Regions from separate parts of the Zea mays genome. Here region 2 is linked to region 1. A link is a contact called in public Hi-C data. All regions are on one chromosome and are shown on one strand. The core of a region is the stretch at or near the end of the contact, and the rest is flanking DNA. Distances in the headings are between cores, read along the strand shown.

Evidence for each region. Hi-C and Micro-C count contacts between places; a contact is called where the count stands out from the background.
Region 2: a contact with region 1 is called in a Hi-C map of leaf, with 7 times the contacts expected there. The contact joins the promoter of LOC103640805 here to the promoter of LOC100273787 in region 1. A contact is called at or near these places in 3 of 25 Hi-C or Micro-C datasets (all in leaf).

The regions. Positions count from the first base shown.
Region 1 is chr10:7,900,560-7,906,579 of Zm-B73-REFERENCE-NAM-5.0, reverse strand. LOC100273787 (putative ACT-domain containing protein kinase family protein) reads right to left here and starts at 3,195. Exons shown (of 15, transcript NM_001148189.3): 1 at 2,776-3,195; 2 at 1,731-1,845; 3 at 180-256. The coding sequence starts at 3,017.
Region 2 is chr10:7,689,491-7,695,510 of Zm-B73-REFERENCE-NAM-5.0, reverse strand. LOC103640805 (calcineurin B-like protein 6) reads left to right here and starts at 3,279. Exons shown (of 9, transcript XM_008664277.4): 1 at 3,279-3,491; 2 at 3,929-4,082; 3 at 4,163-4,245; 4 at 4,354-4,413; 5 at 4,895-5,003; 6 at 5,557-5,609; 7 at 5,990-6,020. The coding sequence starts at 3,968.

The sequences.
Region 1 (6,020 bases), core at 1,946-4,445:
CCACTCAACCAGCGTGTGGAAGAATTATAACTTAAGTGAAGTGAAAACAGTGCAAGGCAAGGTTTTTAGTACACACTACAGAGGGCAATGTGCCACATGTTACTATGTTACTAGCATTGTAGCATTCAATTTGGGGATCCTCAAAGTCTTTGGAAGCAGCACATTTCATAGGCATCTACCTTACAGAGAGATCATCACCATCATCATCCCCTTCTTCAGATGCATCGGAGTCGTATGCTGAATCCATATCTTCAATCTTTGATCAAAGTTTAGAGTCAATTTGATAACTCCAATTTCTATTGGTGATACTATAGATAAGCAAGCATTAATGCATGGGAAAACATTTAGCCTTGATAAGAGATGAAAGAAAAGATAAAATCAGAATCTAATAGACCTCTCTTCCTAATCCCTAAAATACTAGACCAATCAAACATTAAAACATTATATGAATTGCCTGTAAAGAATAAAAATCGTGTAATACCTAATCGAAAAATATAAATCACATAAACAGAAAAGTTAGTGGTGAGCTGTTGGGCTCAGCTCAGGGTAGGTTTCAGACCCTGTATTTAGGAATGATTTATCAGTCAAAGCCAGTCACTCTCTCCCTTGTTCACATTTTGCAAGAAGTTGTTAAGTACTTAAGAGTACTGTACATACATCTTAGCAGTTTAGCACCCACAAAACAAGAGAACAAACTCAATTCCTCTTAAAATACAGTATCTTTTAGATGAATTCCCACATAATCACCCAAAAAAGATACCCTAACATAAACTTGGGAATTGAAATTCTTTCTACCTCTTATGGTAACTAATAATGTTTCTCAATCTAACTTATCCTTCATACTTAAAAAATATACAACAAACTATCAAAAATCGCTTGTGGCACACAAGCTGAGTTATAGTTACAACCATGTATGTATTCATTTGGCAATAAACGGCTGCTGCAGATGGCACTTTGTTTGTTCACAGCGAGGAATATGGCATCTGATAACTGGCAGTAGCACTAGCATTTTTTTTCAGATCCATCTATACAGCAATCAGGTGACTTGAAGCCTACCATCACTTTATTCCTTTTTACTATTGGACTAAAATGGGTGGCTAAGATCAAACCTCTCTGGCTCTCTCTCCCTTATCCACTTCCTATCCCAGCTCGCCACCTATCCACACGCACTGCCACAAGCCAGATGCATGCATGGCTGCATACTAAGTCCCCTTCCACCACAGCCCGGCAGTAAACTCCCTGTGTCCCTCCCTCCACCGTCAGCACCTTCTTCATCAAATCCAGTCAACTTCGTCCTCGTCCACCAAACAGGCTTCCCACCCAGCTCTCCACTGACACCGCCCCTAAACAATTGAAGCTTGATACCGCCTCCACACCAACAGTCCGCCACCATGGCAATCAACAACCCCGTGGCAGCCTTGCCATACCATCCAGCGCTGGGCTGGGAAGCTCCCCGCAATCCCTCTAAGCCCGGAGGCCACAGGTAAGGCCCAAACCCCCAACCCTGACCCTAGTTTCAAAGGGGTTGGTGAAGCCACCGTTGTGGCGTTCATTGATTGACTGAAAAAAAAATCGAGTGAGGGGAGGCTTCAAATCACTTGAGTGAGGTTTAGCTTTCCTGTTCTTTTCCGAAACTAAACTTCGGTAACAATAAAATAAATTGAAACCACTAGCCACTAAAGTAGCTACTGCTATCATATAGCAGATAGTAGTTTATTGCAGAACTTTACCCTCAAGAAACGGACATAGAATGCAGGGCGCCTATCAGGATCCTTTGCTTCCGCTAAGACGTTCTGGTGGACCAAGACATCGGATGCTTTGTCAACATTGATATCCAGCTGATAGCTACGGTATGAGAAAACAAAAGAAGAACCAATGTTATTGTTAGCTTCATGATTAATTGATTATACAAGTAAGACAACGGAAGAATTAATTAATTGTCATATAGCAATCCTAATGTGGAAACAGAGACTGCAGCTACCAGCTTCCTTTGAATATGATAAAAGTGAACTACCAGTCTACCCCACCCGGGAAGAATACAGAGGCAAGCTACAAGACTAAGGGATAAGACTGACTATGTGTTCAATACAAGGGAATAAGGGATAACTACAAGACTAAGGGCTAGTATGCAATTGTTAATCCACGCTACGATCTGGAACATATTTGTTTGTAAGCATATTTACTATCTTGAGAAATTTTGCGGCTATAGATCTAAAAGAGACGCTTTGGAATTTCACTTTTTATACAGGTAAAGACAACAGTTCAGAACGAGGATGAAAGCTTTCCTTTTTTTCCGGAAGGGTGTGAGCCAGCAGATGATTCTAAGAAACCCTGCTCACTCCATTTACTTCCAACGTTAGCTTAATCACAGAGCACACCAGATCAACATCGAGCCAGGCATGGCTGCTAGGTACCGTTCGAACACTAAAGTAGTGTAAAATTGTAAATTCATCCAGTCCTCAAGCAAACAGTACCGAGTGATGTCCGATCCAATTGCCAAGTCAAACAACAGTCTCTTAGCACATCAAACACGGAAGCAGCAGTGAGAGCACGGAAGCTAACCAAAAGGTCAACATGATACAAAAATTCACACCTAAAACGAAGCTCACCACTAAGCTTCGCCATGCCGACACCCAAAATCTGAAACCCGAAACGAGCACGCTACCCTCCTTGACCGAAACAATGAGCACAGATTTCCGCAACCAGGGCATGTAAAGCCTACACCACGGCAAGCGAAGGCCTAGGATGCGGCAGGCCGAGGTAATGGATCAGCACCTGTGCGGGAGCCGGCCGAAATGGGCGGCGAGCCTGTCGCGGAACTCGGGGTCGGACGCCTCCGCGTAGCCGTCGGCGACGAGGCGGTCGAGCACCTGGGCACAGATTTCGCGGGCGCCTCCGCTGCCCCCGCTCCCGCCGGAGCCGGCGGGCGCTGGGACGGCGTCCTCGCGCGGCGGGGACGAGCTCTCCCCGACGCCCTCCTCGACGGCCCCGCCGGGCCCACCCTCCGCCGCCACCATCCCCCACGCCGCGCCGCAGCGTCACCTGCCCCGCATCGCCGCCCCTCCCGCCTCCTTAGTTTTGCCTCGCCCACCCGCCAGCGCGCTCGCCCGCGTCGCGTGTTCTAGAAGCGTCGCGGGCGCTGGGCGCTCTGGGCAGTCGAAGGCGAGAAGGATAGGAGTGTGGGACACAGACCAGGAGACGAAGGAGGTTTTTTAACGCGCGAGGTATGAGGAAGAGAATACGAGGCTGTTCCAAGGGCAACGACGTCTTTTCAAGTCATCCCTCTGAGAGGAGAATGTGTCGAAGAAGAGGGCCCTTGGATTTCGCTATGCGCCGTAGGCCCCGGTGGCAGTGAGAGGGAAACAGTGCACGTGGTGTATGGAGGACACCGACTGCACGAACAGGGATGAAGGTTGAAGGGGCTGCTGCACAGTGCACTGCTGCTACGTGCACGCCACGAAGTTGTCTTTGCAGGTTTTCTGATGGGCCCGCGCTTCTTTAAGTAGCAATGATTCATGGCGTGAAATGGGTAAGAACAACGATCGGAAGGGATATCATTAAGTAGTGCCGGCACTCTAATGCTATTAGGGCTATATTTATTTAAGTAGTATAGCAAGTTGATCATGACGTATTTTTAGGGACTTTTATATCTGTTCAGTCTTGTCCCTCTTTAGGCCACCCTCACTCCACTTCAATACAGACATAACTGAACAAGCACTTAGTAGTAATGCCTTATGTCACCAGAATCGATCGGGAGGGCCATCATGTATCTTATGTCGGCCTAAACAACGAGGCTCTCACATTTTTATTGAAAGTCCAGGAGGGGAGAACCCCTACTGTAAATCTCTACTACACCATAAGTAGCTACCGAGGGCGTCCACCCGGCTTCACCGTGCCCCCGCCAGCCCCACGCGCCCCCGCGCCGCCGCCCGCTTGCACGCGTCCCCGCGCCCGACCTGACCCCTCCCGGTGGCCCGCACGCTCGCTCGACCCCGGACGCGCGTGCATGCGGGCACCCGATGTGGACATGGAAGGTGAGATCCACGACCATGGAAGGCGAGATCCATGGCCATGGAAGGCGCGTCCCCTTCCATACTTGGCGGCCATGGCATGCACCGTGCTCCCTTCCCCGCCTCAATCGACTACTATTTTGAGGATGGAGAGAGGCGAGGCCTCCAAACCATCCCCACTCTCCTCCCATGTGTCGCTTCGTGTTATCTCCAGCACATCTGTCCGTGGCTCTCGGTTCTAGATCTGGAGTCCTCCACCGCCACCAGCACGGCCGTAGAGGCGGAAGCAAGGGGGTTGGGCTTCTGTCGGTGCTGGACAGCGCGATGCCAAATGTGACAGCCACTCTCGCTGTCGTCCACCTCCCTCTTCCACGGTAGGTTCGTCCGCGCCGAGCCTAGATGCATAAAGCGAGCGAGTGACCGCTACAGCGCTGTCAGAGGTGAATCTTCTTCTCTTCTGCTCACAGGTTGCGAGGCTTGGGCTGAGAAGTTAATTTAGCTGCTCTTTTTGACGTGATGGTGCGGTTCAGAGACGGTAATGGAGGAGGCATCGCCCGGGACGGTGGAGGAGCCACTGCTGGTGAGCGCAATCAGAGGGAAAAAGGTCGAGAGGGCACCAATCTGGCTCCTGAGGCAAGTCGGGAGGTACATGAAGGCACGTCCACTTCCATTTTGTGACAGTCTTCTATGTTGGTCTGCTAAGCATTTCTGTATTTAACATTCTAGTGCGTATCTCAAAGGAATGATCTAAATTGGTTAGTAGTATTATATAGTAGTATTCTCCAAAACCGATTGATAAAGTATTTTAGAAATAGAGGAATTAACCAATATTCTTCATAGTAGGGAACATAAATGCTAAATGTTTGCCGAGTGTTGTGATATGTGTCACTTCATGATCTGTTATATAGTGTGCTTTTGAACTGGGCCTTATTGCTTAGGAATATCTCCCACATGGTATTCACTGCAAGTTTTAATATTAGATTACAGATATCATATTGTACCCAGAAGTTGCCTTCACATGAGATACAAAGTCTGATTTTATTTTTGACCCAAGAAAATGATGGTTTTTTATGCTGAGTCGCTTAGATAGTTCATAGTTTGGGACGCCAGAAATACTACAGGTTTTAAATTTCTTCCGTTCTGGTTTTGAACTATCATTAGTTTCACCTTGTATGTGTTCTGATGTTGTGGGAGAATGTTGTGTTAATGCGGCTGTGAAATTGGGATTGCCTTAAGAGGTTATTATTTTACTTGAGAGATGGGATGCTAACCTTGGGTTCTGTACTGTTTGTGTTTGATGGTTAAGTGTCTGGTGAGGTTTGTGTGGAAGTTTAGTCTGTATGGGGTTTTTCTGCTTTTTAAATGCTTCCATCCCTCTGAAACGATCATAGTTTATTTTGTGGGATGAGTTCATCACATCAATATGTAGTGTCGACAAATACTAGGGTCAGTGTTTGTTTGAGTCGTAGCTTTTGAAGCTTTTTCGAAAAGTTATTGTAGGTTTTTTCTTCTTCCGAGAAGCCAATGATAATTTTTCAACAATGTTATTAGTTTACTAAACTCGAAAAATTATAGAGAGCTCATAAAATCAGTTTTTCCAGCTTTTCATGTAAGCTAAACTTTTCTGAGCTCCTCGCTTTCGAAGAGCTAAACCAAAAAAAGCTAGCTGTTTATTTTAGCTTCTGATCCGACATCCGCTTGAGCTGTACGCTTTGCATTCCACTTCAGCGATGGATTTGATGCATGTCCACACCCTAATCCACTAATCTCTACTATTCTATATGAGCCTAACGAGGGCGTCCACAACTACACCGTGCCCCCGCCCCCGTCAACCACGCGCGTCATTCCCCCGCCCACGCTCTCCCGCGATCTCCATCGCCACGTCTTCACCACCCAAGCTCGTGATCTCCGCCGCCGTCCGCACTTGGGTCAGGTCAGATCTGCATTTGGTGGCCCATCCCCGTCCTCATCCTCATCTGCACGCCCCCACCCAGGCTTGCCCCGGATCTC
Region 2 (6,020 bases), core at 2,030-4,529, 210 kb after region 1:
GGGGATACCCCGAAAAGGACCCTTCTCCGTGAAGGAACCAGGCTCCGAGCCTCCCTACTGATCTGAGGTTCGAAGGCTGGCCCCTCGGAGGGGTTCAACAGCCGCCTCAGAGCACGTGGGCTCCACACCCACTACTGGTCAGAGGTTCGAAGGCCGGCCCCTCGGAAGGGTTCGACGGCTGCCTCAAGCCACTCGGGCTCCGCGCCCACTACTGATCAGGGGTTCGTAGCCTGACCCTCGAAGGGTTCACAGTCGCCTCAGACACAGAGCGAGGGATGACCATGGGTACGTTCGATACATAACCAAGGCTCGGGCTACGCTCCCGAGGTACCCTAGGACATTTCCGAGACCAGCGGGAACGATCTTGTAATGGAATCCCATCAGAGGGAGGCATCGAGCCCTCGGACCCCGTCGACAGGGGACCGGGTCCGGCAGATCACCCGCAGGTACTTTTGGGCGCGCCTCTGGGCCTCTAGCCGACCCCTAGCAAATGGGGCACGGACGTCCGCTCGGATTACCCTCCAGCAGCTCACCGGAGACACCATGTTCGGCGCCCACCGAGGGAAACATGGCGCTTTCCCCCCTCCTCCTTGCGAAAAGGCGACGCAGGGGCGTATGTAAAAAAGTCGAGTCTGTCCCTGATCGCCCTCTCGCCCTGTGCAGAGGCTCGGGGGCTGCTCTCGCAAACCCAGCTCCGGCCAAACCGTTGACAGCGTCAACATACCATCCCGAGAACTTGGAACCCGACCGTGCACCCGGGCTACGGCCAGCTCGCATGAGGGAACGACCAGACCGGCCGAAGCATTACGCGAGGCATTAAGACCTCGGAGGAGTCAAACCACTCCTCCGAGCCCTCGGGGGCTACACCCGGCGGGTGCGCTCGCGCGCACCCACCGAAACAAAACGCAACCGAGCAAGGCTGGTCCCCTTGCAAAAAAGTGCGACGAAAGCCTCCAAGCGAGTGCTAACACTCCCTTCGAGGCTCGGGGGCTACTGTCGGGGACCATAATTAGGGATACCCTCAAGTCTCCTAATTCTCAGCTGGTAACCCCCATCAGCATAAAGCTGCAAAGGCCTGATGGGTGCGATTAAGTCAGGGATCGGTCCATTCGAGGGACTCGATCACGCCTCGCCCGAGCCTAGCCTCGGACAAGGGCAGCCGACCCCGGGAGATTTACGTCTCGCCCGAGGTCCCCCTCCAGCGAGGAGCATACTTCCGGCTCGCCCGAGGCCCTGTCTTTGCCAAGAAGCAACCCTGACCAAATCGCCGCGCCAACCGACCAGATCGCAGGAGCATTTAATGCAAAGGTGGCCTGACACCTTTATCCTGACACGCGTCCTCCAGTCGACAGAGCCGAAGTGACCGCAGTCACTTCGCCGCTCCGCTGACCGACCTGACAAAAGGACAGCGCCGCCTGCGCCGCCCCGACTGCTGTGCCGCTCGACAGAGTGAGGCTGACAGGCAGTCAGGCCCGACCTCAGGCACCATAGGAAGCTCCGCTCCGCCTGACCAGGGGCTCGGACTCGGGCTCAGCCCCGGAAGACGGCGAACTCCGCTCCGCCCGACCCAGGGCTCGGACTCGGGCTCAGCCCCGGAAGACGGCGAACTCCGCTCCGCCCGACCCAGGGCTCGGACTCGGGCTCAGCCCCGGAAGACGGCGAACTCCGCTCCGCCCGACCCAGGGCTCGGACTCAGGCTCAGCCCCAGAAGACGACGAACTCCGCTTCTCCCGACCCCAGGGCTCGGACTCAGCCCTGGCCTCAGCCGACGGTCTCCGCCTCGCCCGACCCAAGGGCTCGGACTCGACCACGACCACGGAAGACAGACTCGACCTCGACCTCGGAGGAGCCTCCACATCGCCCAACCTAGGGCGCGGACCGACCACGTCGACAGAAGGCGCAATCATTACCCTACCCCAAGCTGACTCAGGCTACGGGGAACAAGACCGGCGTCCCATCTGGCTCGCTCCGCCAGATAGGCAATGATGGCGCCCCGCACGCTCTATGACGACGGCGGCTCTCAGCCCCCTTACGGAAGCAAGAGGACGTCAGCAAGGACTCGACAGCCCCGACAGCTGTCCTTCCGCCGGGCTCCAGCGCTCCTCCGACGGCCACGACACCACACGAACCGGGTGCCAAAACCTCTCCGACTGCCACGACGGCATGTACTTAGGGCGCTAGCTCTCCTCCGCTAGACACGTAGCACTCTGCTACACCCCCCATTAGGGCTGGACAAAATGCTCGCGGCTCGTCGGCTCGCTCGGCTCGTGGCTAGCTCGGCTCGGCTCGGATCGGCTCGTTTGAATTTTTACACGAGCTGAGCTAGCATCCTAGCTCGGTTTCTTAACGAGCCAGCTCGGTTTGTTAACGAGCCAGCTCGTGAGCTAAACGAGCTATCACATTTCAGCAAAACAAAACTATATACATATCATGTATGTAACAATTGATGAATATGTTATATGTACCTATAAGTTAAACTAATGATTGATGAATTATGTCTATGTATGAAATTGGTTTATGCGAATATAAGTGTGGGTTAAACTGCTGAACATGTGTGTGAATAGTGAATTGATGAGTGATAAGTGGTGTTAATTTGGTGTTATATTGATACGGTCTGTGAAACTATGAGTATAATTACTATTTTATGTTGTTAAATTAGCTTAAAATTAACTAGAAATTCATTGTTATACATATATTATTTTTTTCTGCTCTGGCTCACGAGCTAAACGAGCCAGCTCGAGCTCGTAAACGAGCCGAGCCGAGCTGACTCTGTGGCTCGCTATCTTAACGAGCCGAGCCGAGCCAGCTCGTTAGCTTAACGAGCCAGCTCGAGCTCGAACGAGCCGAGCCGAGCTGGCTCGATATCCAGCCCTACCCCCCATTGTACACCTGGATCCACTCCTTACGCCTATAAAAGAAAGGACTAGGGCCCTCTTATAGAGGGTTGGCCGCGCGGGGACGAGGACGGGACAGGCGCTCGCGCGAGGCCGCTCGCTACCTCTCCCGCGTGGACGCTTGTAACCCCCTACTGCAAGCGCACCCGACCTGGGCGCGGGACGAACACGAAGGCCGCGGGATTTCCACCTCTCTCACGCCCGTCTCCGGCCGCCTCACCTCCCCCCTTCGCGCTCGGCCTCACGCTGACCCATCTGGGCTAGGGCACGCGGTGACATCTCACTCATCGGTTCAGGGACCCCCGGTCTCGAAACACCGACACAAATAGATTATAAAATATTTTTTCAGTAACAGTATAACAAATATTTTATATATAATTTATCGTGGTATTATATCTTCTGTCACACGGACACTCACTCACCTAGTAGCTAAACAAGGCTGACGTGCTCCTCCTCCGGCGATTCGCTCCCTTCCTCTTCCCCCGGCCACGCACTTCCCCGCCCCCCGACCCCGCAACCTCTCACCGCCGGTCCCCGCCCTCCGACCCTCCACGCGCAAATAGCCCGCCTCCATCCACTAGGAGGATCCCCGATGAGGTGAGGCCTGCTACCGATCTCTTCTCGTGCACGAATCCCCTCTCGCCCCCCTCCTCAGGCCGGGGACTCCGATGCGGCGGGATCCCGTGGCCGTGCCTCTCGCGCGTAGAAGCCGGGAGCCGCGGAGAGAATGCGGACCAGCGGTGGCGCGTGCTTGCGACGGCGTTTTGGCGGCTGCGGGATCCGTTTCTAGCTTGGTTTCGTGTCCGTGTCCGAGGTATCGGGGCGTCGGTCGGGATTACGATTTGCGTGCCTCCAGCTGTGCTGTGATCTGGTGATCCTGAGCGGGGAAGTGATTGGTTCCCTGTTTTTATGGGATTTTGCTCCAATCGGAAGGGGGAACTGGGTGGGTGTTGTGGTGTCATCCGGTCGTGGAAATTGCTCGTGCGCTACGGTGGTAGGCCCTGAGGCCTGACCCACTTCTTGGTCATTTGCAGCTAGGAGAAGTGTTGATTTGGATATTCGTGGAGTGTGCAATGGTGGACTTTGTTCGACGGCTCGCCTCTGCCCTGCTCAAGTGCTGCGACCTTGACATACCCAATCGGCCAAAGGGCCTCGAGGACCCCGAACGCCTGGCTAGAGAAACTGTTTGTATGCTCTTTTTACTCTCTCTATGCTTGTTTTCATATCTGTTGCCGTTTATTCAGCAGTGGATTTTCTGTATTCTGCAGTTAATGTGAATGAAATTGAGGCTCTGTATGAGCTGTTCAAGAAGATTAGCAGTGCTGTGGTTGATGATGGCTTGATTAACAAGGTTTGTATGTTCTAAGCTCTTGGTGTGAAGTGGCAGTGAATGACAACTTTGTTTCCATGAAGTCATTATCTCTGATCTCTTCTTGGAGCTTTGATGTATTATCTGCAGGAAGAATTCCAATTAGCCTTGTTTAAGACCAACAGAAAGGATAGCATGTTTGCTGACCGGGTATGCCCACTGGATCCTTATATATATTGTCAGTGAAAATTTTGTTGTCATGAAACCAAAGCTCACTGCTGAAAACTTCATGGAATTCAGTCTGTTCTTGCCAAATATATTGTGTTTTTTTGCTATTTGGGTCACATTATTTTTCTAGTTGTGTTTTATGAAAGGATCAACAGTACAATATTTGTTTTATGAACATTCACATTAATCACATTATGCCAAGCTGTCTAGAACAGTGATAGGACATCATAGACCCTGAGCCTTTTAAGCTTCAATCATATGCTTACACATATGTCTCTGTGGGCATGAGTTAAGCTGTTAACACATTTCAATGTTTCTGCATGTGCGATTAGTAGTTACCCACCTGCAATCATTGGAAGGGGGATGCTCAATGTGAACTGTCTTTTTGTTACAAATTCACTATTTCTTTTGGAGTGACCTCAAATAAACACTAAGGTATCTTGTTTTCATTTCATTGACTTAGGTATTTGACTTGTTTGACACGAAACACAATGGAATTCTCGAGTTTGAGGAATTTGCTCGAGCCCTTTCTGTGTTCCATCCGAGTGCACCAATCGATTTCAAAATTGATTGTAAGCCTTCTTCCTTAACTTTATTCATTCATTCATTTATTCTTGATTACGCTACATAAGTGACCGATTATCGAGTTATGGGTTTAATATGTGATAATACTAATTCAAGATAAGACAATGAGTCAGTGCTTAATACATATCATGAAAACACTTCTGTTCATGATAGGCAGCTGGGGCTGCAATGCATGTTATGGCCTTTCGAAGACAAAATAATGAACATTGTAAAAATTGAAATATACATTTCCTGCTGTGGTACATGGGTTAAATGGACTGCCACTTCATTTTGTTGTGACTAGAAATAGTTTCTTTTGATTTTGTTACTTTCTAAGGCTCTGTAGGGAGGGATAAGCTTTGTAGAGAGTATATTAGTGCGAGGCCTGCAACCTGCATCTTTACCATGCACATACAAAATCTTTAGGTTGGGAAGTTTTCTATGATGAACTATTTAGAACGAGTATGTAGTTAACCAATTCAGTTTATCCTATTTTGGGAAATTATGCTCGTGTCGTACTAATCATTCGCTTCCATGATCTTGTTTCCTATTAACTTGCAGTTGCTTTCAAATTGTATGATCTCAAGCAACAAGGTTTCATTGAAAAGCAGGAGGTACCTTGCACTTGCTTATATTCTTAAGTAAATCACTTCTTCCGTTTCATTATTTGTTATTGCATTTGATTCGTTTGCATGATCCATGTTGCTTCAATTTTTTCTACATGTGTTACACTAGCTTGTACGTGAGTGCAATTATTCACCTTCTCAAGTCATGTTCTAATTTAGCATAAGTTTTTATTCAGTGGAAATTTATTTCTCTAGTTAAATTGAACTAAGCTGATGATGTTGAACATCTATGAATCTAAACTGAGGCCCTCATACACAACCCTTTTTGTGGAATGTTCTTATACTTTCTTGGACAAAGTATATCCCATTTGATAGTAAATGCAGCCATCAGCAATGAAAATGTTATTTTGTTCCTTCTTGATTGTCAGGTCAAGCAAATGGTGGTCGCAACACTTGCTG